2 separate regions of the Danio rerio genome follow, and region 1 is linked to region 2. The links are chromatin contacts, called in public HiChIP or PLAC-seq maps. All regions are on one chromosome and are shown on one strand. Each heading gives the region's core, a stretch centred on a gene start, on an enhancer-like site or on the middle of the called end of the contact. The rest is flanking DNA. Distances are from core to core; before and after follow the strand shown. Region 1 holds the start of ctrb.1 (chymotrypsinogen B, tandem duplicate 1). Region 2 holds the start of nfatc3a (nuclear factor of activated T cells 3a).

Region 1 (5,101 bases), core at 427-2,926, 150 kb after region 2:
CGATAGTTATTTTTTCCTGTATAATTTTAAAAAAATGCTGAGTTGCTCTGCCTTACAATATACAGTACTCAACTAAGAAATCTCTATTATCCCAAACAGTGACTGGTAGTTTACACACATTTAATTTACTGTACATGATGCTGCACAAAAAAAAAAAAAAAAAAGCAGAAAGCCTACATGAAGAGATTTGCTTGAGCTGGGAATCCGCGCAGATGTGACACAAAGGCCTTGAAACTAGGAAAACAGCTTTATCATTATGGATGAAAATATACAGCCAATCAGGTCAGGGTTGTTCCATTCAGCACGTTTTGTAAAATGCATGTTACACAAGACATATTAGGAGAGAGCTGAAATCTATAAGCTCACGTAACTGATGAAAACATATGAAATGATTAATCGTACAAAGAGGCTTTTTTTCTTGCAAAAGCTATTTAACAGAGATATTGTGCAACATGAAATACAGCCATTTCCACCAAACAGATTTAATTAACAGTAATCATTCATGTAACATGAAGGTTTCCACTCTTCCTATAGTTTACCTTAGGAAAGCTTTGTTTGATGTACTGAACACAGTATTAGATCAATTTTAGCTATTTGAGTGAATTAAAGATATAGTTCGCACAAAATGAAAATGACATCACCATTTACTCTACCTCAAGTGCATTGAAACCTTTTAGAGTTTCCATTTTCTGATGAACAAACAAAAAAGATATTTTGAAGAAATGCATAAACCAGTTACCATTGACTTCCATATTAGGAAAAACAAATACCAAGGAAATCAATGGTAATGGGTTTGAAACAAGTAAAGGCAGAGTAAATAATGACAGAATTAAACTTATTTTGAACTGTCCCTTTGTCCCAAATGCCATATAGGTTAAAGTCATAATTATTAGCCCCCTGTTTATTTTTTCCCCAATTTCTGTTCAACTTAGGGAAGTTTTTTTCCCCCCACACATTTCTGAACATAATAGTTTTAATAACTCATATTTAATAACTGATTTATTTTATCTTTGCTCTGATGACAGAAAACAATATTTGATATTTGATATTTAGATATTTTTCAAGACACTTCTATACAGCTTAAAGTGACATTTAAAGGCTTAACTAGGTTAATTAGGTTAACCAGGCAGGTTAAGGTAATTAGGCACATTATTGTATAACAATGCTTTGATCTGTAGACAATCGAAAAATATATATTGCTTAAAAAGGCTAATAATTTTGAAAATGGTTTAAAACAAATATGACTAAAAGAAAAACATATTATCAGACATACTGTGAAAATTTCCTTGCTCTGTTAAACATAATTTGAGAAATATTTAAAAAAGGAAAAAAAATTCAAAGGGGGACTAATAATTCTGACTCCAACTTTATATAGGTATTACTGATGCCCTAACACTAGAGAAAAGTCTAGAAATACCATGGTTGTGGATTTGACTAACAAGAAACGCATAAACTAAAAATGTCGGCTTACAGTTTAAGTTGTGGTCAAATGCATAGATGTAACTCTATTTGATTGATGAAAGACTATAGCAGATTTAAAGCCCCCAGAAGGAGGGGTATTATCAGGTGAGGAAAAAAAAAAAAAAAAAATGCTTGAAAGGTGCACAATGTCCCACAGCGGCGAGATAAGATGTCCAGAGGACTGAATATATAAAGCCCACAGAGAAGTGAACAACATTCAACTGCAGCAATGGCCTTCCTGTGGATCCTCTCCTGCCTCGCCTTCTTTGGTGCAGCCTATGGTATGATCCTCTGTTACTTTTATGCTAGCTTTTAAGCTAGGCCAACCTTTAGAAAACAGTTCTAGGGATGTAAAAATCTTTTAAATTGCTTTTCTGTCATTTTTTGCTCTGTCAGGCTGTGGCGTTCCTGCCATCCCTCCAGTTGTTACCGGCTACGCCAGGATTGTGAATGGTGAGGAGGCTCGTCCTCATTCCTGGCCTTGGCAGGTGTCTCTGCAGGTAAAAGCGGAATATTGGCAACAGTTGATTTAAAATCGTTTATCAGTTTAGCACATTATCATTTATTTATTTCAGGACTCCACTGGCTTCCACTTTTGCGGAGGCTCCCTGATCAATGAGAATTGGGTTGTGACTGCTGCTCATTGCAACGTTAGGTAAGACAGCATTACAACATAAACTTAGAACCTAACAATGTATTGGGAAAACTTGGGAATGCATGTGAGTTTGAATTATTTTGTGGTTTTAAATTTAATATCTTGTTATATACAGCCTATAGTGCTGCTAAAAGTTTTGGGCTATGCAATTTACATTATATCATGTATTCTTTTTACAGAACCTCTCACCGCGTTATCCTTGGCGAGCATGATCGTTCATCCAATGCTGAGGCTATTCAGACCATTGCCGTTGGAAAGGTGCGTACAGTCTAAAATCTGTTATTATATTGAGTCTCTTCCTGCAGAATTCTACAGAATCATGTATTTCTACAGGATTTTAATTCACAGCAATATTTTGTTGTTGGTTACAAAAAATGTAGAGTATGTTTAACTTAAATGTTTTTTTCAGTAACTTTAAAATTATTAATTTGTAGCTGTGTAGTTTTTCTGAGGCTGCCATATATTCCCATTTAAGAAGAAAAATAAAAAACAAACAAACAAAAAAGAAATACAACATTTAAAATAAATAGTAAAACAAATTTAGTGCTTGGCTCCTATAATGCCAACATGACAATTATAGATAGAAAAAATTGATTCAACTGACCTTTTATAATTCTCATCACATTTAGTAGACAGGATTTTTTGATAATTATGATTGCTTTGACTTTATCAGGAGCAGTACATAAAATATATAATACAACAGTAACTCAATTGAAGATTTTATGGACAACAAGCCTTTTGTGACAAGTGTAGAACCAGACCAGCGACCGATCACTTGGTGGAGCAAAATGGGCCAAAATGTAGCCTTTAAATTTTTAAGTGTGTGGCCAGGTTCAATAATTCATCTAACTGCATCAGTAAGTAGAACTGTCTCACAGGACACATTAGTTTGTTTCTTACCATGACATTGTGGATCATGTATCACAATAAAGATGACACACTCACATTCATTAGGTATACATCTACTTTTTACTGAATATATAGCAGTGGCAGGACATATTCTTAGTTGCACTCTAAAAAATAAAGAAATAAAGAAACAGAAAATTGCAGTGATTCCATAGATAAATCATTTTTATGAAGAGCCTTTCAGTCAGCAGTTCTTAAAGGAACCATTAATTTTTCAGTATAGATGCATTTTAATGATCTAAATAATCCTTTTCCTATCTAAAGAATCTTTTGAGGTATAGAAAGTTTGCATGAATGTTAAAGATTCTTCCTGGAAGCACTTATGCCAGTAAAGAGTGTTTATTTTAATAATGTAAAAAGCATGAACATACCCTGAACTATGTGTGGGATTTTGATAGAAAGTGAGAAGAGCATTCTCAAAGATTGATACTTAAAAATCTGAACGCCAATGTGTCTGCACCTTTTTCCCAACAGTCCATCAAGCATCCTAACTACAACAGCTTCACCATCAACAATGACATCCTGCTGATCAAGCTGGCCACTCCTGCTAAGATCAACACTCACGTGTCTCCTGTGTGTCTCGCCGAGACCAACGACAACTTCCCTGGTGGCATGAAGTGTGTGACCTCTGGATGGGGCCTGACCAGATACAATGGCAAGTATTATTGGATATAAAGAAGGCTCGATCTCTATCCTGAAATGTCTTCTGTGTGTGTGTGTGTGTGTGTGTGTGTGTGTGTGTGTGGGGAAAGCTTTTAAAATGCTGCCAATCTGTCCTTCAGCTCCCGATACTCCTGCCCTGCTCCAGCAGGCCGCTCTGCCTCTGCTGACCAATGATGACTGCAAGCGTTACTGGGGAACCAACATCACTGATCTGATGATCTGCGCTGGAGCTTCTGGTGTCTCTTCTTGCATGGTGAGCTCCCGGATGAACAGATTTGACTATTGTTGTAATGCCTGCTTGATTGTTCGCTCACACACTGTCTTTGTTTTCCAGGGTGACTCTGGTGGTCCTCTGGTGTGTGAGAACAACAGAGTTTGGACTTTGGTTGGTATCGTGTCCTGGGGCAGCAGCACTTGCTCCACCTCCACTCCTGCCGTCTACGCCCGTGTCACCAAACTCCGTGCCTGGGTTGACCAGACCATTGCTTCCAACTAAAGCAGCAATGAATCCTGTCATCAATAAACTTATATGACATGACCTTTGATTTAGTTTCATTGCATTAATTATTATAAAGGTTGCATATTAGAAAATATATTTTATTGATCATATTTCAAATAGACAAACTAAATCTTATTCTTAGTACCCCAATTTTAGGAATTATTGTGCACTGTTCAAATAAGGGTTTCAATAAGAGGTGATGCAGTGATGCTTGCAGCTTTTGTAAAATGATGCTTTGTAAAAAGTAAAACTGTTCAACTGTAAACAATCATGAAGTGAAGTGTTTAAAAAAAACTGGGGTTCATTCACTGAACATCAAAAGATAACTTAAATGAAATAAAACAACAGAAATACTATCAACAAAGAACGAATAACCCAACAACCTGAGTCAAGTCTTCCTAAACAATATTACAAATGTGTTAAATAGTCATTTGCTGTCAAAATTACGAACTCATAAGAGCTTTGGCCACAGATATGCTTGTGATTCTAATATCACATCAAGTGCAACACCATTTTCATGTCAGATTAAAAAAAGCACAAATTTGTATGACCTTATTCTGCCATCTAAAGGTAAAATGCAGCTAATACACATTTAGTCAAAACTGAGTTAAGGTCAGAAATGAGCTTTGTGACAGTTGTTCTGTCTTGTGACAATGTCTCTGAGATCAAATTTGTCTTGTTTCATAGAAAGAAAATCTATTAATATATCCACAAAATGTTTGGCTGCCCGTATTTTTTTGGTTTTGGGGTTTGGACCGTTGCGACATGGGCCCCTATCATACACCCGGCGCCAAGATGAGTTTGCCCAGATATGTTGCCATTTTCAGTCCATCGCAATTGTAATTTTCCTGTTTTCCACCACGTTGTTTAAATAGCAAATCCTTTGTGCCACTTTTGTGGACTTATCTGTGTTTCGG
Region 2 (5,063 bases), core at 1,341-3,840:
ATACACATACAAACAAACACAGAGTTATTCAAATTAAATAGGATCTTGTGATATTTTGACATTCTGAAAAGACAGTGCCAATCAAAATTAAACGGTCTCAGCTTTATTAACAAACACAAGACAAAAGCTGATCAGTTATCTTTTGTCTAAAAACAGCCAGAGGCACAGAAAACACTGATGAGTGTGTATAGTATCAACAGCCCTGCCCTTCAGCCGCATTGAAATCCTGATGACTTTTCGACATGCATGAACGGACAGCCGCAAAACTCAGGATAAAACCTGTTTAACAACTAATTTGCTTCTATTTACCTTTCAGAAAGTCTGTTAAATTAAAACAACATCATAAAAGAGTTAGTATTTTTCAGATTTAACCAATGCATTTTTTCTGCATATAGTCTTATGTTTCAAAACAATGAGTCATAAGAAAACTCGGTAAAAAAATACATATTTTCTACATATAACATGTCAGTTTATTTTCTTTTTTCCCTTAATACTCTATAATTATTTAAGATAAAGTTGAACTACATATAGCTTAAATAATAAGATAAAACTATATATCCAATTGTTATTCACAATTCTCTCATAACACTTGCATTTATGTGTCCAAATTATGCAGACTAAACACCACTTGGACACTTCATTTCCAACATTCAGTCCAAATACATCCTCCCAACTTGTTAGATTTCTCACTTTCCCCTGTCAATTTTCATATATTTTTTCCTATCAACATCAGCAGTGAACTTTCATGCATTTTATAAAGTACCAAAGCCTCATCTATTAATTACACTGAAAAACGGCTCAAAACTAAATAGTGCTGTATTTTACATTATAAGCAAAGCACAGCGATTATTCTTTTAAAATGACACAAAACCATCAGTCCTATTTTGCCTAGGTAGGTAATGCATGAAATCCCTACACGCAATTCACAGATCATGCAATGTTTTTTCAAAAAAAAAAAAAACATGCAAAACTTCAGCAAAAACACACAGGGGTCCACCCACAAACAGGCATTCTGCTTTCACTATAGCCAAATCTCTTTCCTTCACGACACACTCCAGCACACTGACAGACGCTGATAGGGTTGCTGCTTCTCACACACTGTTTTTTCATTAGGCAATTTACACAAACACACACACACACAGGCTATGTCTGGTGGTAGCAAACTGGAGATAATCTGCACTGCAGACGTTGCAAATGTGTTTAGAAATCATCAAACTCCTCCTGTCATTTAGTGTGGGTACACATGCAGAGCTGTTTAATGAGTCAGTATTGTTAAAAATACAGTTATCACTCTCAAAGAAAGTTGTTATTCAGGTGTTTACTATGCAGCAGAAAGCTTGTATTGTGGCTGTAATAACAGTTAATTAAATAGTTAAGCATAGCTGAGGTAAATGGCATAGACAAGAACACTTCTGCAGAGAGGTTTAATGCTTACAATAATTAATTATAGCATTGTAATGTATATTTTAAAAATAATAGACTAATTATAAACGTCTACACAACAAATCTATTTATTCTTACTAGATAATATTTACCCCAAAATGGGCAGGTGAAAACTACTATTAAGAAAAGACCTCCCTCATTTGAATATTCATACATTTGATATTATATCTGTGTAACTTGCAAAGTGACAGAGCTACAGTAACTACTGTCTGTGTACCGCCGCAAATAATAAATGGAGAAACGAAACAGTGTTGAGTTTAGTATTAGTGGAAACTTTTGGTTTGAAACTTTTTCCATGTGCTCAAGTTGAAGGCAGGGGCGAGTGATAACAGAAACTTTTATAGCATTCGACTGTGCAGCAGCTGTCAGACTGATGGTGGATCTGTCTCAAACCACTTAAAGGCGCCAATGTTGCTCAAAAAGGCTGTCAAGGCAGGCAGCTAACAAGGTTTGGAGCCGCTATGACCGTCTTCAGGACAGGGTGTCCAGGTGCTTCTTGGTTAGACATTAGTTGACTCGGCCGCCTAAACTTGCCCCTTCTCGTTTTCATTGGCTGAATTTACAACCGCACAAAAACTAAACAAAACTGCAGCTGCTGGTATGAAGAGAAGCCGGCGAGCGAGGTGGTTTCAGCGGCGCGCGCTGCTGCTGCTTTTAATAACGTGTTTCGCCTTTGCGATCCATGAAAGATTCATGAGTTAATCTATACCGACAGACTGTGCGAGAGTATCCCGAAGTAGAGGCACTGACCTGCGGGGCCTAGCGGCGGCTGCTGCCCGTCCTCCCCGAAGATCAGTCTGAAGTCCAGCTCTTCATTCCCGGGGCAGTTTGCAGTAGTCATCGGGTTTGACAGCTCGGGCTCACCCGTCTATGTACACCGACTCTTTAATAAACTCACTACATTGACTAATAATGAAGGCAAAACTTTTAAACTTTTCCTCCGTGCTGTACTTCTCTAAGTCCGAGCAGAAAATATTATTGCTTGTCCCTCAGAATAATCCAAACTGCTCGACCTTCTGCAGGGATTCAGCGAACTCGCAGCGACGGTCGGAACTTTTTTTTTTTTTAGCCCGTGGCGTGAAGGGGGGGTGAGGGTTGTGCGTCAGCGCGACCGTTGATCGAGTTCGTCCGTAATTTCGCTGCTGCTCTCCGTCTCTAGCTCCTATCCCAACTTTTACTAACAGCGCGTGACAGGGCAGTTCCAGCGGTGACGTCAGCCAAGTCGGCAGACAACACAAGCGCGCGCGCGCGCACACACACGCACTCAGTCACTCGCGCGCGCGCACACACACACAGATGCACACATACACACACAGAAGCGCAGTGGGTTTATGGGTGTTGTAGTTTCTGTGAAGACAGAACTACAGTTGAATCAGTCGTGCGCTTTCGAAAGCACGTGTTTCGGTGTAGTTTACTATGCTATTAATAATGCTATAAATTATGCATTGGACATTTATTTAAATATTAAAGTAAACTAATTTAACTAATTTAAATTGGATCATTAAAATAACTTATTTTGTATCTATTTATTACTACACGTTACATTGTGGGGTCATTTGTTCCATATGGTAAGTAGATTAATAAATACAGAAATAAACAGCTTTGCATTCATCAATTTTATAGATTATGTTTCATTATTAGCATTACAATATTAATGTGTATCTATTTGCTTAATGACAGTAGCAGTCCGCATGAACTGTTAAATAAAATAATAGTACATCAACATTGTGTGCCTCACTGAAAGCTTGAGTGTCTGGCCATTTACTCATGAGGTTAGTTAGGGTTAAATGCTTTGAAGTAAACATACTGAACTTTCTTTAATTCGTCATCACACTCACCCAAACATGTATTTTTGTGCACATTTCTCTAGCATGAAAACACACTCTCTAATTGAATACATAATCGTTGTTCCACGAAGTATAGCACAAGAAACAGAGTTAAAATACTAATAATAATATTTCTTCATCAAATTACTCAACCATGTGCAGTGCTTGTTTAGCTCATTAACCTATGATGAATCATTGAAGTGCTCTAAAGCAGGGGGTGTCAATCAATGATCTTGGGACACCTAGGGGCCATAAACAGTTCAGGGGGACTCTACACTCTCAGAAATAAAGGTATACGAGCTGTCATTTTCAAAAAGCACACTTTTGTACTTAAAGGGTTCATATTGGTACCTTAAAAGTATTTATTAGTACCTAAAATTTTAAGAGGAAACTTTTTAGGTACTAATATGTACCTTTGAGGTATTCATATGGACCTTTTAGGTACAAGTTTGTACCTTTTGAAAAGGTACCACACCAGAGACAGCTCACAAACCTTTAATTCTGAGAGTGTAGGATACTTGGTAACACTCAGAATAGTTACCTATATACATAGGGTAATAAATATATATTTATAATCATTCATTCATTTTGTTTTGGGCTTAGTCCCTTTATTAATCTGGGGTTGCCACAGCAGAATGAACCGCCAACTCATCCAGCATATGTTTTACGCAGTGGATGCCCTTCCAGCTGTAACCCTTCACTGGGAAACATCCATTACACTTATTTACGCACATACATCATGGGCAATTTAGCTTACCCAATTCACTTATACCGCTTGTCTTTGAACTTGTGGTGGAAACCCACGTGAACACAGGGAGAACATGCAAACTCCACATAGAAATGTCAACTGACCCAGCCGAGGATCGGACCAGTGACCTGCTGTGAGTTGCTGTTAGGCGATTGTACTACCCACTGCGCCACCTTGACGCCCCTTATATTTATAATATTGAAGTTAATTTTAGATTAAATTAACAAACATGTAAGCATGCTAACACAGTATAAAATAATTAAATAATAAACCATCTTTAGTATGAATTGACATAAAATGAATAATATTCTTTATCAAATTATATATAGCTAATTACAAAATTCAGTACTACAATAATAAAATGAACTTATTTAACTAAATAGTTTTTCAAATAATATTCTTATTTAGTCCCATTGATAATATTTGTTTCTTTGCAGAATTGTTTCTTTATTCAGTCATTCAGTTTATGCAAGCTTTTAGATTATAGAATGGAGGTCCATAACACATGGGCAGCCATAAAAAAGAAAGAAAAAAAAACCTGCACTAAAGTGACTTGGTGATGTTGTTAAAGTTCATTCAGGAAGAGCATTCTTGAGAAAAAGACACCACAGTCTAAATATAAATCTTTTTACGTATCCTCAGTTTTCTTGTCTGATATAAATATACACCTCTATGATCATTTATTTCCTTCATGACTTATATGTTTCCTTTCTTCACTAGTCAGCAAGATGCTGAGGTACGGGTTTAACAGTAAAACCCAATATCAGACAATACCAGAGAAAAGTAAAAAAATATATATGTGGATCATGCAACTTTATATCAGCAACTCAGGCAATTCACACCACCTCACAACAATGTTTTCTTTTAACGAACGTGGGCGTAAAAACGCCAGAATCACATTTCCTGTGGTCTTTATTTACTTAGATGTCAACTAATCTATGCTTTTAAACACACTAAAGCTCGCTGAACACTCTAAACAAAGACAGAGTTTGATAACAGCTATGAACAGTTTTTTTTTTCTTATGCAATCATTTGCAGAGCAACTT

What was found. HiChIP or PLAC-seq counts read pairs in DNA pulled down with a chosen protein or histone mark.
Region 1: a contact with region 2 is called in an H3K4me3 HiChIP or PLAC-seq map of embryo, with 3 times the contacts expected there. The contact joins the promoter of ctrb.1 here to the promoter of nfatc3a in region 2. A contact is called at or near these places in 1 of 18 Hi-C or Micro-C datasets (caudal fin) and 2 of 4 datasets of contacts at active chromatin or transcription factors (caudal fin and embryo).

What each region holds. Positions count from the first base shown.
Region 1 is chr7:35,184,548-35,189,648 of GRCz12tu, forward strand. It overlaps ctrb.1 (chymotrypsinogen B, tandem duplicate 1), which reads left to right and starts at 1,677. Exons shown (of 7, transcript NM_212618.1): 1 at 1,677-1,742; 2 at 1,858-1,961; 3 at 2,037-2,116; 4 at 2,296-2,374; 5 at 3,497-3,677; 6 at 3,805-3,938; 7 at 4,020-4,223. The coding sequence starts at 1,691. The coding sequence ends at 4,181.
Region 2 is chr7:35,032,849-35,037,911 of GRCz12tu, forward strand. It overlaps nfatc3a (nuclear factor of activated T cells 3a), which reads right to left and starts at 2,591. Exons shown (of 10, transcript XM_685181.11): 1 at 2,194-2,591. The coding sequence starts at 2,284.